2 separate regions of the Mus musculus genome follow, and region 2 is linked to region 1. A link is a contact called in public HiChIP or PLAC-seq data. All regions are on one chromosome and are shown on one strand. The core of a region is the stretch at or near the end of the contact, and the rest is flanking DNA. Distances in the headings are between cores, read along the strand shown.

Region 1 (2,811 bases), core at 133-2,632:
GGCATATTTCCAGGAGCAGGTTAATAAATTTTTAATGGTCAGTGCTCTTAACTGCTGAGCTAACCCTCCAGCCCCATGGTCAATTATTATTTAACATCTAATGCCTCATTTTTAAAAAAATCTTCAACACGTAAATTTAAACTATTTTAATTTTTTTCTAATTAAGGCTTTCTTTACCATATACCAAAACCCACCTCTGATGACACACATATGAAATTTTACTGTTGGGAAAGTTGGGGTTTTTTTGTTGTTGTTGTTGTTGTTGTTTCTTTTTGAGACAGGGTTTCTCTGTATAGCCCTGGCTGTCCTGGAACTCACTTTGTAGACCAGGCTGGCCTCGAACTCAGAAATCTGCCTCCCTCTGCCTCCTGAGTGCTGGGATTAAAGGCATGCCCCACCACGCCCGGCTGTTGGGAAAGTTTTTATCTATCATCATAGTTTTGTAAATGATTTACAAAGTAAAGTGTTGGCTTCCCTGGGGATAAGGTCCTGTAGTGACCTTATCTCTAGGGATGGTTTCTGACCCATTATTCTCACTTAAGATCTTGGTCTAGGCTATCAGAACATGTAAATAAGAAAAGGAATAAGAAAAAACAAAACAGATAGATCACCATGAGAACTACAGCTCAATAATTTTTTCTCCGGCAAAGAGTTCCATAATGGCTTCCAGGAGGCCTCCCCATTTTGAGGTCAATCTCCTCACTCTGTGGCACTTGTCACACAGATCCTATTGGAGGTGGTGTGGCAGAAAGGTACCAGCTAAGTCTAGGGACAGCACTGTCAGGAGCACCCACCTACCTGGAGCATAGCTCAGCACCCGCACACTCAGTTCCTCAGCAGCCAGGACCTGGTAGAGCATGTCTCGGGCAGCCTTCCCCGCACAGTACAGACCCCAGCCCTTGTAGGGCTGCAGGGCACACAGAGATGAGATGTTAACCACAGTCTTGCTCAGGCCAGGGCTATCCCGGAAGGCATTCAAGGTGCCGGAGGTCAAACAGAACATGGAGGTCAGGTTCAGAGCCCAGTAGTTGTTCACCTCAGCTAGGTCATTCACGTTGAGGAAGCCTTTGGAAACATCCCCAAGAGTGGCTGAAAAACAAAAACAAAAACAAACAACAACAACAAAAAAAAAACAGGACCAAAGAAATGGCACAACTGGGGCGCTCTTCTTCCTCAGCCTTCCTCAGTTCCTCCCCATAGGCGTTTGCTATCCCTCTGCCCCAGCTCTGCAGACACCCCTAATGCAAGCTAAGACTACTCCTGAATGCTCTTTAGTAAAGCAGAGAGATTTGTTCAAAAAGTCTTGACTCACACACCCGCCAGGAGGCACTGTCACTCATCAGTGACACTGGTACACCCTCTTGGACTTTGGACTTTTGCGAACTTGCCCTCCTCTTACCCAAAAGGCGATGAGGTGAGAGCTCGCAGCCGGGGTCTGGACCGGAGTCTCACCTGCGTTGTTGATGAGCAGCAGGCGCTGCAGCCCCTCGGGCCTCGGGAGCTCAGCATCGCGCTCAGAGGCAACCGCTGCATGCCGGCCTCGGTGCCCGCAGCTGCCAGAGTGGTGTGTGGAGCGGGTGCAGGCCCGGCTGCTGCGAGCCCAGCTCCTCCTTCAGTTGCCACAGCACGAACTCACAGCGTGCGTTTAGGAGCATCACCGAACCCGGTAACTGCAACCGGGCTAGCTGCGGGGCCAGGGCGGGACAAAAGCCCCAGGAGGCCCCGGTCAGCACGCACACAGCGCTTCCCAGCCTGCCACACTCTTTGTCTGGAGCTCAACTTCATGGGCTGCTACCTAACCAGCGTGGGGCGGAGCCTATCCTTGGCTTTGGACAGTGGAAGTTCAGGCCAGCATCCACTCGTGTTTGGGTGAAAAAAGTGACGAATAGCCAGGGAGCCATGGCTCAGCAGGAAATCCCAGTCCCCTTCCTAGTGCTTCTAAGTTCCCCTTGAACGCCACTCCCATAAGTTCAGCCCCTTTCTCAATTTCCACCCTGTTCCAGGATCAGCTTCCCCCTCCAGGGTTGGTTTGTCTTTATCCATACAGGACATACCAGTTAGAGACCAGTGACAGTCTTGGATGAAGTCCTTGCCTGCGTAGAGCTTGTGGTCCCTTTGCACTCTGATTAACAGAAGCCTTCTCTGGAAAAGCACAGCAGCTTCCCCAGGAGGTGCTAGGCAGACAGAACCAGAAAATGAAGAGCACACACAGGGGAAGAGAAAGGCTGAGAATCACAACAATCTCACGAACAAGACTCATCACTGTCAGTGAAAACGCTTGGTTCCTTGGGACCTGTGTACTTATCCTTCAACCTGTGTCATGCACTCTAGAAACAACTTCATAATCTCAAATGGGAAAGAAAAATATCCCAGCTCTCTGGAGATGTCTGAGGAGGACAGGAGAGAAAGACATAGAGATTGCTTTGATCCATTTTTAGTCTGAGGTGAGCTAGAGTCCATCGGAATTACAGGCAAGCAGGCTAGCGGCTAGCTCCTCTTTGTTTCAGAAAGTTCAAGTGGTAGGACTAGGCAGTTCTTAGCTAGGGCGGACTGGGAAGCCAACCATCAGAGGGCACCCCTCTCAAGTTCCAATCTTTTGGCTCTGCAGTAGTTATAAACTGATGTTATCCTGCCCCCTTCTGGCCGCTCTGTAGCAACACCCTGTCCTTCCTTTTTTCTATGCACGCCATAATAAAGGAACAAAATACCATTCATACTTGGGCTGCCCAGGGAAAGGTCCCTGGAAGAAGTCGCATAGACACCTTGCTGTTCCTGGTCCTCGGGTCCTCAATGAGAGTTGGCTGGGCTGCA
Region 2 (2,843 bases), core at 288-2,787, 150 kb before region 1:
TATTCCTGCACAAACATCATGACCAAGAAGCAAGTTGGGGAGGAAAGGGTTTATTCGGCTTACACTTCCATGTTGCTGTTCATCACCAAAGGAAGTCAGGACTGGAACTCAAGCAGGCCAGGAAGCAGGAGCTGATGCAGAGGCCATGGAGGGATGTTACTTACTGGCTTGCTTCCCCTGGCTTGCTCAGACTGCTCTCTTATAGAACCAAGACTACCAGCTCAGGGATGGGCCCTCCCACCCTTGATCACTCATTGAGAAAATGCCTTACAGCCAGATCTCATGGAGGCATTGCCTCAAGGGAGGCTCCTTTCTCTGTGATAGCTCCAGCCTGTGTCAAGCTGACACACAAAGCCAGCCAGGACAACAACCAAGTAAAAGTGTTGATGACTTTCTCTCCCAGCTGCCGTGCATCATCACCTTCTGGTCCTAGGAGAGCGAGCCAGTAGGGAGAAGCTTTGTGATCAGTGTGAACTTGCTTTCTCCCTGTCCTGGGACCTGTGTGGCTTCTTCAGAATACTGTCTCACTTACCATCAAGTTCTGGTGGCCAACCAAGAGCAACAACAGTGTTCTGAGGTTTTTTATTTTATCTTATTTTTTATTTTTTGGGTGATGGTTTCTGGGACACCTCTTGCTTATGTTTTGATACAGAGTCTCATGTAGCACAGGATGGCTTCAAACTCACTATGTAGCTGAGCTTAGCCTTGGATTCCCAATTCTCATGCTTTCACCTCTGGAGTAATAGGATTACAGATGTGCACCACCTACCCAGCTCCCACTTCCCTTTTTATATCCTTATTTCCTGTGACTCTCCACCTCTGACCCAGCTCCCCCAACCTCCCAGCCTGTACTTTTGCTTCCTACTCGGCTCTGCTCAGGGCTTTCCAGCAGGTCCAGAGGGGCGAGATGCTGCCCTCGCCAATAGTCTGCTGCTAGAGCAGGCCTCCCAGTGCATGTGTCAGCAGAGGGCCTCCAGAGACCACACCCCTGTGGAATATAGAGAGAGAGGATCATAGTACCTCTTTGAGGCATGATGGCTGTAGACAGGTGGGCTGGTGATGGGGACTTGGGAAGCAGCATGGTTGGCCAGTCTGCTCCTAGCCTGGGGCTTCAGGCAGGGGCCACAGGCTAGCAGCCTCCCCAGAGCCAGCTGGGCCCCTCAGAGGTTTTACATTCAGGGGCTGGTTGCCTGTTTGTTCCTGGTTGAAAAGACTTCCTGCCAAGCTCACCCAGCACTGACCACCAGCACTTCCCCCCTCCTCAAGGGCCGTCTGCCAAGCACCATAATACAGTGGCTGGAGAGGAGGCCATAGCAGGGAGACATTTCTTCTGAGCTCCAAGCCTCCCTGAAGAGCCCCCCAGAGCAGCCAGTTCCTGTGGCCTCTCCACCCAGGTGGCTGGGGACTTGTCCACCCCACAGAACCTCTGAGCAAGACTTAGGTCAACTGTGGCATAGAGGCCCAGAGTTAAACCATTCCTTCCAGCTCTCTCCGCGCTGGGCCCTCAGGCCTGTCTGCAGGAACTTTGGCTCTCCTTCCTCCTCACACTCTTTGCCAAGCTCAGGGCTTTATTGGAACTGATTCTTTTGGCTTGAGGCTGCCTTTGATGACTGTGTCAAATGAGATGGAACCTGGCCAGGTTGTTATAGGAACTCAGGAGACTCCCTGGGGTGGGAGAAATAATGAGAATCCAGGGCCTTTTACTGCATTTCACTAGAAAGTAGAGCATGCATTGTCCAGGTCTTTAGAGGCTCAGGCAGCAGGAGGAGGCTCAGCCACTCAGCCTTGGGGGACCTGGGCACCCCTAGGAGTTTTGTGATCAGTGTGTACTTGCTTTCTCCCTGTCCTGGGACCTGTGTGGCTTCTTCAGAATACTGTCTCACTTACCATCAAGTTCTGGTGGCCAACCAAGAGCAACAACAGTGTTCTGAGGTGCTTGTGGTCCAGGGTACCTGGCAAAGGTTTAACGAAACTTAGTTCAAGTGTTAAATCCTGAACTTACTCCTGTGCAGCCTAAGTGAATTGAAACAACTTGGTCCAGTTTGACTGAGACACAGGCCAGTTCTGTGCACCTGCTGTCCTAGCACTTGGAAAGTTGAGGCAGGATTGTCCACAAGTTAGAGGCCAGCTACATGGTGAAATCTAGGGTAGCCTGGGCTACAAAGTGAAGCCCTACACTCCAAAACAAACAAACAAACACAAAGGAAAGAAAAATATTCAAAGTCTAAAAGAAAAGTCAAGCTTTGGCTGTGTGGTGTACGGTGTCTGGGAATGAGTTTTTATGTTTTCCTGGTTCTTTTGTGAGCTGCCATGTGGGTGATGGGAATTGAACCCGGGTCCTCAGGAAGACGCAGTCAGTGCTGTTAATCACTGGGCCATCTTTCCAGACTCCTTCCCTGTTTCTTTTGATGTCTTCATTTCCCCCTTTCTTTTTCTTCTTTCGGCCTCAAACTTGAGATCCTCCTGCTTCAGCTCCCCGGGCGCTCTGATCTCAAGCGTGGGCCACCGCACTCAGTTTCTTTGTTGTTTTAAAATTTTTTATGTGTGTGGGAGTTTGTGCGTGTGAGTGCAGTGCCCATGGAGGCCAGAAGAGATCCTTAGATCCCCTGGGATTGGAATCACAGGCATTTGTGAGACCTCTGACATAGCTGCTGGGAACCAAACTTGGGGGTCCTCTGCAAAGCAGTAGCCATAATAAATATTTTCCTTTATAAGAGCTGTCTTGGTCACGGTGTTTCTTCACAACAATGAAACCCTAACTCAGCCACAGAGACTTGGATATGGAATGGATATGGAAACCTTCTAGAAGACTCTGGAAATTTGGATAAGGGGGCGACTATCTT

What was found. HiChIP or PLAC-seq counts read pairs in DNA pulled down with a chosen protein or histone mark.
Region 2: a contact with region 1 is called in an H3K4me3 HiChIP or PLAC-seq map of embryonic forebrain, with 4 times the contacts expected there. The contact joins two enhancer-like sites. A contact is called at or near these places in 5 of 39 promoter capture datasets (the 3T3-L1 cell line, cranial neural crest, hippocampal neurons and 2 more), 3 of 15 datasets of contacts at CTCF or cohesin (the NIH/3T3 cell line and embryonic stem cells), 7 of 484 Hi-C or Micro-C datasets (embryonic stem cells and nephron progenitors), 3 of 115 datasets of contacts at active chromatin or transcription factors (embryonic forebrain and embryonic stem cells) and 2 of 9 other capture datasets (embryonic stem cells and pancreatic islet).

Annotation. Positions count from the first base shown.
Region 1 is chr6:85,153,957-85,156,767 of GRCm38.p6, reverse strand. It overlaps the pseudogene Spr-ps1. Among named protein-coding and RNA genes, the nearest start is that of Gm33200, 10 kb to the left of the region's middle. Within about 2 kb of position 1,382, at least 77 of the 459 cell types and tissues checked have an H3K27ac peak or open chromatin away from gene starts, as enhancers often do. A contact at or near this core is called in embryonic forebrain, where this site is marked.
Region 2 is chr6:85,301,280-85,304,122 of GRCm38.p6, reverse strand. The region is part of intron 2 of Sfxn5 (sideroflexin 5); the gene reads left to right. Among named protein-coding and RNA genes, the nearest start is that of Sfxn5, 31 kb to the left of the region's middle. Within about 2 kb of position 1,537, at least 93 of the 459 cell types and tissues checked have an H3K27ac peak or open chromatin away from gene starts, as enhancers often do. A contact at or near this core is called in embryonic forebrain, where this site is marked.